2 separate regions of the Gasterosteus aculeatus genome follow, and region 2 is linked to region 1. A link is a contact called in public Hi-C data. All regions are on one chromosome and are shown on one strand. The core of a region is the stretch at or near the end of the contact, and the rest is flanking DNA. Distances in the headings are between cores, read along the strand shown.

Region 1 (7,527 bases), core at 2,366-4,865:
TTTGCATTTTTGCCCTTTCTAAAAAGGGTGTATTTAGATATATTACCGCACACTGGGGTCCCCAAACAGGCTTGAGTTGCTTAATTTGAGTTTGAATGGAACGCTGAGCCTCCCATGAATCCGATGAGCACGGCTGTAATGATTGTTATAGTGAGTCCTCACAGTTCCATTGTAGAGAGACCACTTGAAACGTCGCGGTACAAAGCGGCCTGTTGGGACGTCACTGCCTGCTTGATAATCAGGGGCTTTCTGAGAATGTTCCACACCACAAGTAATCGCTATCACTTGGTCTTGGTGCCCTAATGTGTTCACCCTTTTTATCACTTTGCTAGGAGTTCAAATCGGTTACATTTGTGTGACAAAAGACATAAGTGTGCATGAAATTCTATGTTTGTGATTTGAGACGCGGCTGCTTTCATTGATGTGTCTTCTACTGTCCACCACCCCGCTGACAGACCGGGGACGTCTCAATGCGTTATATATATGACCTCTATGCGACCTCTGGTAGAGCTAAAGATCAATGTGTGATAGTGAGAACTAATTAGGGCTTGTTACTAAGCATCAATACTTCTCTGTCTGACTCATTCCATGAGCATCATGCCCTTTAAACATGGAGTGCAACTCAAAAGTGAAGCACCGGCCTCTCCGATCATCTTTAATGCCAAAAACAACATTTGGTAAAAGGAGAAACACTGGCCAGAGCAGATGGGGATTAACAGTATAATACTTCTAGGAAGTGGTCAGCAGTGTTGCCCCGCTCCATAAGAATTGTCCCGCTCATTGAATCCACGGTAACGTTATACTTCCTGCATCTCCCAGAGCATTATGGGAACAGTGGGATCAGACTAGTCCCCTGATCCTTGCTGCTGGGCGTTTGTTGGGTCAAATTACTCGAGTCGACACTCACTGGATTCCCACTAATCCGGTGTGAAAGTGGTATTGTCCTGTGTTCACTCTCCCTGCCCCCCCCCTTCCCTCCCCCCCATCAGGAGAAAGAGTAAGCAGGCTCTGCGAGACTACAAGAAGGTGCAGATCCAGCTGGAGAACCTGGAAACCAGCGTGAGAGACCGCTGCAAGAAAGAGTTCACAGGTAGAAGGACCTGCTCCGAGGTTTGGGGCGGGGGGGGCGCAGACAACGTTTGTTCAGTTCTTAAAGGCCAACAGATTTTGTTTTCACACTCGCTGCATTTATCCCATTACATCACGGCTGCTGGATGAAACGCTCCCCTCATCACACGCGGCTTATGGTCCAGGAGTTAAGCTTAGCCAGTCAGGGTCAATATTGACCATCTCAGACCTCCCAGCACACACTTTGGATCCGACACGTGTCCGAGGTTGAAGACAAAAGGGCGCGTAGCAACACCTCTTGATCGTTCACCCGTCCCCCTCAGATTTGATGACTGAGATGATGGACATGTCCAGCGACCTGGTGGGCTCCGGCATCCCTTTCCTCGACTACCGGAGGTACGCCGAGCGGATCTTCTTCCCCGGCCACCGGGAGTCTCCGCTGAGGCGAGACCTGGACGTCCAGGAGTGTCGGCGGCAGACGGTGGAGCAGGGCCTGGTGCAGCTGTCCAACCTGCTCAACAGCAAGCTCTTCCTCACCAAGGTATGTGTCCCCCCCCCCCCCCCCCCCCGGCCGGCGTGGTGAGGCCGCAGGACGCGGGGATAACGCGCCGCTCTCCTCTTCGCTCTTCAGTTCATTCACACTCTGGAGAGCCAGCGGACCTTCTCGCCCAGGGACCGGGCCTACGTGGCCTCCCTGCTGACGGTGTCGCTGCACGGTAAACTGGAGTACTTCACAGACATCCTCAAAACCCTCCTCAACGACCTGGTGGAGCAGTACGTGGCCAAGAACCCCAAGCTGATGCTGCGACGGTAGGAAGACGAGGTCGTGGGTAAACGGTGTTCAGGTGGCCGGCAGGGATTCAAACCGTGTGTTCGTCCCCTGTAGGACGGAGACGGTGGTGGAGAAGCTGCTGACCAACTGGATGTCCATCTGCCTCTACGCTTTCCTCAGGGTGAGGCGCAATGACCTCTTAGTTCCAGCGTTGACCAGGTGTATTTTATTAGCAAACAAGGGATGAACACCTGCTTCAGTAGCAGCCTCACCGGCTCTGTTGGTCTGGTCTGTTTGGCCCTCGTCTCCTGCAGGTTTAGTCCATCAGTTCAAAGGGCTTTGTTATTGGTAATGGGAATTATATAAGGTGATCCAGGGGAATCGCTTGTATACGTTCATGTTTGCAGGATTACTGTGTTCGCAATATTTAAAAAGTGATGTGATGTATCCTCATCATTCATTTTCCGGTGCAGCGGATTAATGTGCAGTCCAAAGTACTGACATCTGTTTAGTGCCAGGGAATATTTAAATGCAGAGTTAATGGTGTTATTCATAAGAAAAAAGAACGTCCTTGTCATTTCAGGACATGATCTCCTGCAGAGAGGCCATTGCTGATGATTGCTGTGTTTGTGCGTAGGACTCAGCGGGGGAGTCTCTCTACATGCTGTTCAGGGCCATAAAGCACCAGGTAGATAAAGGGCCGGTGGACGCTGTGACCGGCAAGGCCAAGTACACGCTTAACGACAACCGCCTGCTGCGAGAGGACGTGGAGTACAAGACCCTGGTGAGGAGCACTCCGATCTGGTTTAAGAGTCCCACACATCCAGCACCACCTTTCCGGGAACTTTGTCCCCCGTTCATCCTCTCACCCCGTCTTTTCCGCTCTTCTCCCGCAGACACTGAATGTTTTGGTGCAGGGCGGCGGAGTGAACGAGAGCCAGCCGCTGCCCGCCAAAGTGCTGGACTGTGACACAATCACACAGGTGAAAGAGAAGCTGCTGGATCAGGTGTACAAGGGCACCTCCTTCTCCCACCGGCCCCACGGCGACTCGCTGGACCTGGGTGAGAGGCCGCGCGCACCGCGTCACACAGCGGCGTGTGGGATCTAGTGGCATCTGGTGGTGACGTTGTAGATTGCAGCCAGCTGAATACTGGCGTCCACCAACGCCTCCCTTTAGTAGCGCGTAGACAGTGTGGTCTTCGGGTAACGTCCAAACCTGTCCAGGTTCAGGTGATCAACAAAGAAATAAAAATGATTACTTTATTTCATTCCTGCTATTACATGCTACTAAATCCTAGACTGGCCGTTCATTTCCATTTCTGAATGTTTTTCACTGGTGAGATACATTTTGAATCGTTCACTTGCTTTCAAGGGCTTTTCTCGTTGAGCTGTGGTGCCCCCTACTGCCCCGGCCAAGTTAATGCAAGGACAGTCGGTTAATAACAGAACCCAAACTGACCCAAACCCCAGCAGGAATAGCTACTGGAGAAGAATCTGTATGTGTGTTCGCACAAGTTCCATCGTAAATGTTCCACATTTAGTTAATCAGGTAACCATCACATCCAAACACCGTGAAGGATTCACACACTCTGACCTTCTGGCTGCTGTGTGTCCTTCAGAGTGGCGCTCGGGTGTTGCTGGTCACCTCATCTTGTCCGACGAGGACTTGACCTCGGTGGTTCAGGGCAATTGGAAACGCCTGAACACGCTGCAGCACTACAAGGTCAGAGGTCACCCTTCACTGCACCATGGCTCTTTTAAACGTGTAAGGCGGCTTCGTGGTCCATGAGGTAACACAACCGTACGCTTTGTGTTGATCACCAGGTCCCAGACGGTGCGACAGTGGCGCTGGTGCCTCGCCACACCAAACACATTCACCACGACAACCACGACTACGTCGCCGGAGAGAGTGAGTTTGCACGGGAACAGCGTTGTGGTGAAACGGGAGGCCTCTGCGCGTCCAGCCTGTAGGGGGTGGCGGTTAGTAGACGACCGTCCCGACGCGGCGTTGGGTCGTTCCATCCAGCCTGTACGGGCCCACCGGATGTCGCAGAATGATTCACTTTCTTTCAATAATTCGGATGTCTACATACATTTGCGATACATATTATCCTATTAATAATTACAGGGACGAGTAAGAACAGCTGTTTGAGGCTTCCTGCTCTGTCCTCGACCAGCCTTTAGTTATGATGTATACAGACACACCTCTGCCTAAATAAGGGGCCGCACAGGAGTAAGAAAGCATTAGGGGCCACGCCCACCTCTCTTAGTTTGCGTATTGAACACGCCTCACTCGTGTAGACTCTGGCGTTACAGCTGGATCCTCTTCCACGGGCGATAAAAGGTTCTTGTGTTGTTCTCACTTTAAATCAATAAACATCGAAACCCAACAAGTGGGCTGCCGTTGTATATCGACGGGGAGGTCAGAGCCCCACTAGTCAGTGATCTGTTTGGTACGGCGTTCTGTGCAGAGACCCCGATGCTGGAGGACGCAGATGAGGGGGGGGTGAGGCTGTGGCATCTGGTGAAGGCCGGCGAGGAGCCCGAGCTGCCCAAACACCGGCGAGGCAGCCTGAGGGAGAGAGAGAGGGCCAAGGCCATTCCTGAGATCTACCTGACCCGCCTGCTGTCCATGAAGGTACGCGCACACACACACAGTCACACACACACACACACAGTCCTGTTTGTTTGGCCCTTCCCTCTCTCGCTCTATGTTCTCACACAGCTAACATGTGTGCGTTGTTTAAACACGCCTGTTGTCTTGTATATAAAGGGATGCCGCCCACAGTAACACATGGCGCCACTCCTCCGCCCTGCAATGTGCACATCGCTGAGCGCTGAATCCTTTCCGCTGTCCTCCTCTTGCTTCTTCAGGGGACGCTGCAGAAGTTTGTAGACGATCTGTTCACGGTGATCCTCAGCACCAGTCGTCCCGTCCCGCTGGCCGTCAAATACTTCTTCGACCTGCTGGACGACCAGGCAGCCAAACACGGCATCTCCGACCCGGAGACTATACACATCTGGAAAACCAACAGGTACGGCATGGACACGCGGAGAGATGAGGGGGACGTATTCCAGCAACGGGAGGGCTTCAGAGGGATGTTGGACGGGCTTTTACCTGCTGATCAGTTCATGTTTGAAATGAGTGATGTTTGATGTCTCTAACGTATCCTCTGCCCCCCCCCCCTCCAGCCTCCCACTGCGCTTCTGGATCAACATAGTGAAGAACCCTCAGTTCATCTTCGACGTGCAGGCGTCGGACCACGTGGACGCCGTGCTGACTGTCATCTCCCAGACCTTCATGGACTCCTGCACCATCGCTGAGCACAAGCTGGGCCGGGTGAGGCGCGACTCCACATACACACATGATGGAGGACGAGTACGAGACGTTGAGGCTGTTTGTTGACTCGGGCCTCTTGTCTCTCTGACCAGGACTCTCCCATCAACAAGCTGCTGTACGCCCGAGACATCCCCCGCTACAAGCAGATGGTGGAGAGGTGGGTCCGGGTGGTCCGGGTGGAGTTCAAGCTAAAACCGCTCCTTTAAGAATGGACCCTGCACATCGGACACAAAGCATCATCGATGCTCTAGTATACGTTCCATTAAGTTGCATTTCTTTTGAAGCAGTTTGGTTACATATAGATCGGTAGCACTTATGCATTTATAATGCATTAATCAATAATACTCCGTACCGCCATGTTTAAAACATTAAACACACGTATAACACACTATAAAGCATATTTGGATGACGAGCTCAGGTATCATAATACTTCATTATACTATAATATCCTATAGTGGTAATACATTTCAATCGTAATGCATTTACTTTAAGTAAAGCAAAATATGTTGATTTGCGATTAATTACAAAATGTAATAAATTGTTGAAAAGTAGTGCATAAAATCTCAACTAGAATCTATAAAACCCACAGCTATTTCATACTGCCTGGGTATTACTATTTTCTCTATTTTGTTCTAGAAAAACAAGTTCCATTATAACAGGCACCTTCTTAGCGACAGGAGCATTTAGTGTTTTCCCAACATATCATATTGGGGGGGGGCTCCCACCTCCATGAAAGCAGTAGATCTCATTTAAGGTACTTTTACGACGGAACAGGTCTATATACCTCCTTATTTTATTAAACAACGTGAACAATAATCCATTACAATGTTACAAGAGGGACGATACTGTAAAAACGTACCGGGGAGAGAACTTGGAAATAAGTGTTGTGCTACTTGTACGTATCAGTCAGCACATGTTTTGCTGTGGCGTTGATCCTATTGAGCCGTGCATGTGGATTTGATGGTTTCCGGCCCTGGTTGCAGGTACTACGCCGACATCAGGCAGACCATCTCAGCCAGCGACCAGGAGATGAACTCTGCTCTGGCGGAGCTGTCCAGGGTGAGTGGATGCAGCCTCCGCTCGCAGCGCAGCGGCCCGCAGGCCCGAGTCCAACCAGCATGCTCTGTGTTTCAGAACTACTCCGGAGAACTCAACTACCTGGTGGCCCTGCACGAGCTCTACAAGTACATCAACAAGTACTACGACCAGGTGTGTCTATCGCGATGGTGTGCATGGCGGGCCTACAGCACTCGTTTGTGTTTACACCGAACCGGGCGGGCATCATTGTAGAAAAATGCTTTTTATATTGTGCGTCTTCACTGGCTCAGTCATTTCTGCTGAATTATTATTAATTATTATTATTATTGCAATAATAAGCAATTAAGGAATTATGTATTTAGCATCTTGACTCCACTAAAGAGTGGTTACACAATGTCATCTTCATCAAACAATTATGAAAGTGAATTTAGAATCTCAAAAAGATGAATAATATAAACAGCTGAACTAATACCGAAGTAGATGTGTTGACATAAAACCTAAATAAAGTGGTAGTTGAAGCTCAAACTGCCACTGAAATGATCAGTTGGTCAGGAGTCAAGTCAAGTCATTTTATTTTGTATAGCCCATAATCGCAAATTACAAATTTGCCTCAGAGGGCTTTACAGTCTGTACACATACGACATCCTCTGCCCCGAAACCCACCATCGGCACAGGAAAAACTCCCAAAAAAAATGAAAAAACCCTTCCAAGAGGGAAAAAAGGGAAGAAACCTCAGGGAGAACGTCAGAGGAGGGATCCCACTCCCGGGATGGACAGACTACAATGGATGCCATGTGTACAGAATGAACAATGTATAATACATGCAATTATATGACAGAAATGATTCAAGTAACTGTGAGTAGTAAGCCAGGCGCACAGCAGGACCACCATCAGATAGAACCACCATCCACAGAAGCCTGTGGGGAGGGAGAGCACAGAGATTTTAGGAGAGGGTAATGTCGGTTTATGAGTACAGTAATATGATATCTAAAATAATGATGATGATGATGATGATGATGGCAGCAGCAGGCGTCAGCATGGCCACGGCAGGTGTCAGGACCAGGGTCCAGAAGGAACGTGTCAGGAGGACACGCGGGAGCCTTTCAGGGGATGGACAGTGTAGTACAGTCACTATATTGGCTTTCATTTAGTTAGGATCCCTCTTTCAATCCACAGCTTGGAAAAGGAAAATAAAACGTCTATGATTTTTCTGTAATATTGATCGTGTGGTTCATGTGTGTCATTTTATGCGCACAGCTAATGTATCCTGCGTTTGTGTTGCTCTCTGCTCAGATCATCACGGCGCTG
Region 2 (7,348 bases), core at 3,021-5,520, 55 kb before region 1:
CACGAGCGTAGCCTTCTCTTCTGACTAACTAACGTCATAATTGTAAATCAAAAATAGTTCCAAATAGACGTGCGTAGTGCTGCTCGAATACCGTGGGCCAGTTCGGCTAGCCAAAGAGCTAGCTAGCTAGCTAGCGCTGTCAGTAACAGCATTTCCTCAAGCTACATGCGATGTTTCAAACTGTTAAAACTCATCCACAGCCCGACTTTTGGACTTGCAAAGCCGTTGTGCAGCTAATGTGTTAGCCTGGAAAGTGTAACTCTTCAGAAAAATGAATGAAAATGGACTGTCGGAATAGTTGGTGAAGTCCGCTTACCTGGTGCGGCGGAGGCCGCCATCTTGATCACAGCTTCGCGGAAGCGCGCACCTATGACGTCACCATCGGAAGTTTGTTGTGTTGCTGCGGTTTCAACTTTAAATAGCTCGACTGGATTTACAGCCTATCGCTTCTGCCATTTGATTATTCCTGGTCTAAAAGAACCGTTCACATCTATCTATGCTGACCGTTGTCCTATGCACAATTTCATATATATTAAATATTTATGTATATTTCATATTCACAATATACTGCGGATATCAATACACATAATTGATATCTGCAATGGTTTTTCATTCATAATATACAGTTGTGGCTTGTAACAATGGGAGAGCAGACATATAAAAGCGCTATCGTTCCCTGAATCTGAAAGCCAATGCACATGAATGGCAAAAGTAGCATCACTTTTTATATGAATCATTTAAGTATGATGCGCAATACATTTCAAGTCCAGCTTCAATGCAAAAACTTGTTGAAATACATTTGATTTCGATGTGGTGCTACAGGTTCTTAAAAATGACCTCGGGTGGTACTCAGTGATGGTTACTGAGGTCCAGGTTTGCCATCTGCTGGACATCGCGGATAGTGTCTGATAAAAGGATAGAGGCCTTATGAACACTGATATCTGGAAATATCTCACTGAACACACATGGGGAAAAAACTGAAGGTGTCCTTTTAAGCAGTGCTGGGCCTAAACAGGTATCATATGTATAGCTATGTTATCATTTTGCTTTTTTCATAAATACACAGCATCTATTTTAAATACTTTTCCCAACAGCTTATTATGTCACTGCACATCTCCCTCTGTTACTTCGCTTCCAGTGCAGCTTATTCTAAAGAGCTTCTATCACATTTAACCCCTGTGTCTCATTTCGTCATGAGGACACAAGTACACAACAACCAGCTCACGTTAACTGCCCGGGTTTAGAGATTGTTACTGCGGGGATTATCGCGTGTCTCCCGGCTTTGGTGTGCACCACCAGATTTGCTGAATCTTGATATCTTGCATGTCACGTTTTGGGGATCAGAATCACATTACCAACGATCTATTATGAAAGAATTTGCCTTTATACGGGATAAGAGTTACATTTGTGTCCGACTTTATCCCAACTTTCTTTGACAACACAAACACGTGGTCAATAATGTCACGAGTAACGTATAAACTTATTTTACACATCAGAGCAATCACAGAGGTTCCTCGTTATCCTACAGAAAATAAATTGTCCAGATAGACAAAGTAGTTCCTGAGTACTTTTTATCTTGGCTATTCAATTTCCTGAGCAGAGGCCCAAAAATGCTAAGATATGCTGTAACAAACGTACAGTTAAATTCACAGTTATTAACTGGCAGCTGGTGAAAAGTAACTAACTGCAAAATGAATCACAGTATACTACTGTGAAAAGAATCACAGTAATTAACTGTCAAATTAATACACAATAAATTACCGTGAGATGGTTTTGCAGTAGCTTACTGCTCACAAACACAGTAAATAACCGAATCTCACAGTGTAAGAAAATGTTTTAACTTCATGCTTATTGTTTAATACTTAAAGAATCCACTTTCCAGGGAGGAGCATCTCATCTCAGACAACCCTGATAACGTGCACACAATATTGTGCAGTAAGGCCTGTCTCAATAGCGTGCATTGGGCCTGTCTCAGTGGGGTCCTAATAGGGTCACTAGGGGTCATCACATCAGTGGGCACTACAGGCGCCGTCGTGATATCGCTCCCTAGGCCTCATCTGAGTACGCTGGGGATAGTAGGGTACAGAAAGGCCCGTCTTAGCGTGCACTACTACTACTACTGAAATTGGCTGCATATCCACCGTTTCTAAAATAAAGTCTTGTTAATATTATTGCACCTTCTACAGAACTTTTCCTAAATGCATTAATCTTCATGCATGGAAGAAAAAGTTAAATATGTTTTGAAGGGTGAGTGTTTATTCCCATCAGTTATGTGTCGAAGACCATGAGACTGGAGAGTCTGTCCCCGTTTGGGTACGTGAGAATGAACGTCCGCTTCACTCCGACCCACACCTCCCCCCAGCCTCCCATCCGCCCCCTCGCCCCCTCGCCCCCGGCCCAGCTCCTCCCTCCTCTTTACAGACAAGTTACTTCTTAGAGTGGATGAACTTGGGGGGGGGGGATGAATGGCCCAGTGTTTTTCACGGGGACAGGCAGGCCCATTCACACTCAGCTTTTCCACATTTCAAACTCACTTCTTTGTCAGCGTGCTGTGAATACAGACCTGTGCTGGGAAACGTACGCAACCGAACTGCCGGTCGCACAGACTGAGGGGTCCCTACGGGATCCTGGCTGTGATGGTATCATCAAATTCCAAATAAATTACATACAGTGTTTTGTATTTAGATGCATATTTCAGTGGTGCTTTTGTTATGCTCTGAATAGTCCCCAACATGTTGTATTAATAGCATGTGTTTGTGTTGTTTGTGTGCTGGCGTAATTCCTTCTCTGGAGCTAATCGGCCAGTCGAACACAGCGTCTACCGCTTCTTGTTACTTTGGTTTTCTGACATTCTGTGTCCACCCTCTTACACGCACGTGACACTTTCCTCTCGTAGCACCTGCGGCTACTGTCATTATTATTTTATTTTGTATTATCATTACTGCTATTCATATGTTTTTGAACTCAGTGCTGCTGTACTCTTTTTATTAGCAGTAGCAGTCATGGTCATACTGCTATCAGTTATGCTATTATCTTGACCATCATTTCATCAAATTCACCAACACTAATACTAATGTTTGTCATTAGTCTAATGTTTATTTGCGTGTTACTGTTGTTGCTGAGCATCCGTGTGTCTCCCTCCCCCTTTCTCTTTCTCAGAAATCCAAAAGAATCCAGAGTTTTGTACAATCCAGAATACATTGTAACTCGTTTTATGACATGAAGCTTAATTTACTTAAATATTACTTAATATTTTCTTTATTAAGATATATGACGGTATGTTTTTCAGTTTATCTATGATATATTTCTGCTGAAACATTAGAGAAATTGTTTTATAATATCTGATAACAATGTTTACTGACAAGAATTTATAAAAAATATCATAACATTGATGCTACTGTATTGTAAAAGCAGCAGATAAGACTCCAGTGTTGCTGTCTTGCCTTTGAACTGCATGTGTGTGTGTGTGTGTGTGTGTGTGTGTGTGTGTGTGTGTGTGTTGCTTATCTCGCCCCATTCCTCAATACGGGAGAATCAGGACATTGGAGATGAAAGGCTTCTTTTCACAGTTTTCAAGTGTGTGGTTTTATTATCTCTGTGTGGCCTCCATTGATATGCATCAGAAGTCTCCGACCGGGGACATGTCCTCTGTAAATGGAGGAGTGCTGGAGGAGGACTGGGCCCCGGATAACGTCGCGGAGCACAAGGGAATATGTGCAGCTTCAGTTCCGATCACTGCGCGTTATTACTGCAGAGGAATGGAGACGGCTTGTCAGCAGGTAGGAGCGTGGTTTACCGCGTGGGGTCAACCAGCAGGGGGGGACGCGCGTCCCCGCTCGGCCAGCAGGAGTCTGTAGCGCGCAGCTTTCAGCCCAGCAGCGAACGCTGCCTTCGCGTGCTGCGGGAAATATTGGAAGCACACGCTGACCACACCACGGTAGACGTCTAAATATGACGTGATGTCAGTAAATGCTACTGGTTACCCGACCAGAAAATAACACATATGTTGTATTTAAGTGATGCGAGGGCGAAGACGCCGATGAGCTGCGAAATAACGTCTCGTTTCTTTCTGAAAGTCGGTACATTGCAAGAACGCGATTTCCCCTCCAAACCTGTGCAACGTTTTCTAACTTGCTTCACTCGGTGCCTGTTTTTTTGTCAGCAAGTAAAGTCCTCGTTGTTGTATTAAAGAAAATATCGTTTTTGATTCAAGGCGCACTACCTGAAGTTAGACTGTTTCTTCTCATTGAACAGTTGTTAACTCTCTAGCTTGGAGTCGGAAAATCCGAGGAGCACTTGAAGGCAGCACGTTAAACCTTCTCTTTCGCCAAACCTCCCGGAGAGCTGAACCAAACGTTCCCTCACCCTCCACTCAGGGCTCCGTGTGGGGGAGGAACGTGCCGAGGGACACCAGGCGCAGGACAGACACGCAACACAGCGGTGCTCTCTCCTCTGCTGGACGTGCTGTTTGCTTCCGTCTCCCCGAGGCGCGCGCTGTGTGAACCGGAGAAAGTTTGATGTCCTGCGTGGACGGAGCCGCGGTGGATTTGGGAGACTGAATGAACGCGGTCCGCTCGGCTGAGACGACGCGGAGGACCGAGCGGGACCAGGTGAGTGGAGAGGGGACCGGCAGGCGGAACTTACCGGGTGTTTCTTTTTTTTCGCCCTGTGGGAATCACAAACACTCGTTTCCCTCTGAAGAGCGAAGCGTGTTTCGCGCGAGCACAAAGTATCAATGAAGCCGCCGCGTCGCCCGGTAACCGCGTGCACGCGCGAACTTATTCTCCTGTCATGTTTAGTTCGTTAGTTCACGTTCTTCAGCGTTACAGTTCGCTGAATTTACTCACTGCACTTGTTCACCGGCGGCCAGCGGCCAACAGCGGGCCTGATGCGCAGTGGGGGGCCGTCATTTAACGGCCTATTTAAAACCAAGCGGGCCCAGCATGGTGTCCACCACAGAGACGTGGAGTCCACCACAGAGACGTGGAGTCCACCACAGAGACGTGGAGTCCACCACAGAGACGTGGAGTCCACCACAGAGACGTGGAGTCCACCACAGAGACGTGGAGTCCACCACAGAGACGTGGTGTCCATTACAGAGACGTGGTGGTCTTCGTGGAGACATGAGGTCCATCACGGAGACCTGATGTTCTTCGTGGAGACCTGATGTTTTTCATGGAGACCTGATGTTTTTCATGGAGATCTTATGTCCATCACAGAGACATGATGTTCTTCGTGGAGACATGGTGTCCATTACAGAGACATGATGTCCATCACAGAGACATGATGTTCTTCGTGGAGACATGGTGTCCATCACAGAGACATGATGTTCTTCGTGGAGACATGGTGTCCATCGTGGAGACATGATGTTCTTCGTGGAGACATGGTGTCCATCGTGGAGACATGGTGTCCATCATGGAGACATGGTGTTCTTCGTGGAGACATGGTGTCCATCATGGAGACATGATGTTCTTCGTGGAGACATGGTGTCCATGACGGAGACATGATGTTCTTCGTGGAGACATGGTGTCCATGACGGAGACATGATGTTCTTCGTGGAGACATGGTGTCCATGACGGAGACATGATGTTCTTCGTGGAGACATGGTGTCCATGACGGAGACATGATGGGCTCTGTCGGGGAGGGAGCAGTGTTTGGTTAACAGCTCAGCCAACGTTATCTGACTTTTGTCCACAGAAGTCGTCCCGATGGAGCGGCGTCCTTGCAGCAGGACTTGAGTGATAACGGGGGACTTAATGACGTCACAACAGGCGCTTTCTCTGCATGTCTCTTGGTTACACGTGTCGTAGTTGGCGCCCCGTCACGGGACGGCCAGTGAGAGCGACGTGTTTTTTGTGTTTGTGTCTCACGGGGGGACGGTCTCCTCTCGCAGTTTGGTGCCGTCTCAACGCAGCCATCTGCTGCTGTGGCGTAAGCTGGGGAGTGAGACGGCCTCCCGCAGATGATGAAAAGGATGCTCGTTTATTTCAGATTGGTGGCGTTACGGCGCCCAGGCTTCGCGCCGGTCGCGTCTTGGGCCGTCTCACATATTCTTCCCTTCAAGCAGAAGACTTTAAAAGTCAACAACGGCCGTTGTCATTTTTCACCGTTGAGCTCAAAGCGATTCATATCAGTTCACCAAGCGCCATCAGCGTTGAGCCTCGCCGACGTGTTTGGCGCTAAAGTCCTTCTCCAATAAATACCCCCCCCCCCCCCCTCACTGGTTACTGCCACAGTCAATGTGCTAAAGGTCAAAAGGTGAAGGGGGGGTTGGGTGTGAAATGCTTGTGTTTTCTCTGGCGGGCAGCTGGAGGGACTGCAGGAAGCACGCCGTGTCAAACCTTTCACCTCCCCCTCCCCCTCCCTCCCTCCCTCCCCCAAAACCAAGCAAACACCCTCCATTCAAATGCAGTGATGGAAACATGAGGCGAGAGCGAGGACGACGGGCTGTCCGCGTCATTTGTGCTGTTATTGTGGTGATGGAGCGGCGGCGAGACGTCGAGGACGCGTCGAAGCCTCCGGTGACATGTGATGGTCTCTGGTTGAGTACGTGTGAACGTCGTCGCGGGCGTGACGGAGAGAAGGTGTCGCTCGTGATCCGACCCAGTTGGAAACGTGTGTGTGAAGCTGGACCGACGTGGTTCAGATGGCGAGATAACCGTTGCATCTTTTCATTGTTATTAAAGTTTCATTAGGACGAGCCAGTGACCAAAATGCAATGGGGGGGGGGAATGAGGGCTTGGGGGTTTCAGAAAGCCCCCCTCCTGAGTTCTGGGGCGGCCCAGCTGTGGGTGGAGGGAATGCTGATGAAGCAGAGGGGCAGCTTAGCCCCCTTCCTCCATAATAAACATATCTCTGATAGTTAAGACCCGTTGATCCTCTTGAAGAGTCACAGCATCGGTTTCTTTCTCACTGTTCATCAAACAGCGTCTGAACCTGAAGGGTACGCGGCGCCCAGGTGTGCCCAGGTGTGCCCAGGTGCGGCTCGTCTCCCAACCCCCCCCCTTTGTCCCCCTCGGCTCAGCGGTGGCGTTTGGTGCATTCGTCCAGTGGGTCGCGGATCCCAACGTTCGCAAGGGCCTTTAACCGTCAGGTGATCCACACGTCGTTATTTATTTTAGCGGATCGCCTGCACAGAGAATGCAGAGATTACGAAGTGAATTCTCTTTTCCTCGAGCGCGATTTAGTTTTTTTGGGAGCTTTTGCACTAAGAAGGAAAACATTGACTAATCACGTTGTGCAGAACGGGTGTAGTTACGCTTTGTTTAAAACAACAAGAGGCTCACAGTCTTAACCAAGAGGCAAACAATACTCCACATAGACAAAGCCCAGGGGCATTAGATGCACT

What was found. Hi-C and Micro-C count contacts between places; a contact is called where the count stands out from the background.
Region 2: a Hi-C map of skeletal muscle shows a contact between it and region 1, with 7 times the contacts expected there. The contact joins the promoter of plxnb1b here to the enhancer-like site in region 1. A contact is called at or near these places in 2 of 6 Hi-C or Micro-C datasets (skeletal muscle and tail fin).

Annotation. Positions count from the first base shown.
Region 1 is chr17:19,354,824-19,362,350 of fGasAcu3.hap1.1, reverse strand. It overlaps plxnb1b (plexin b1b), which reads left to right. Exons shown (of 38, transcript XM_078092251.1): 24 at 990-1,090; 25 at 1,392-1,609; 26 at 1,700-1,878; 27 at 1,955-2,021; 28 at 2,478-2,624; 29 at 2,737-2,902; 30 at 3,461-3,564; 31 at 3,666-3,750; 32 at 4,313-4,479; 33 at 4,716-4,876; 34 at 5,034-5,181; 35 at 5,274-5,338; 36 at 6,165-6,240; 37 at 6,316-6,390; 1 more. Among protein-coding and RNA genes, the nearest start is that of LOC120834925, 5.6 kb to the right of the region's middle. Within about 2 kb of position 3,615, at least 2 of the 9 cell types and tissues checked have open chromatin away from gene starts, as enhancers often do.
Region 2 is chr17:19,410,997-19,418,344 of fGasAcu3.hap1.1, reverse strand. plxnb1b (plexin b1b) reads left to right here and starts at 4,270. Exons shown (of 38, transcript XM_078092251.1): 1 at 4,270-4,610. It overlaps ube2v1 (ubiquitin-conjugating enzyme E2 variant 1), which reads right to left and starts at 466. Exons shown (of 4, transcript XM_040204446.2): 1 at 317-466. The coding sequence starts at 338.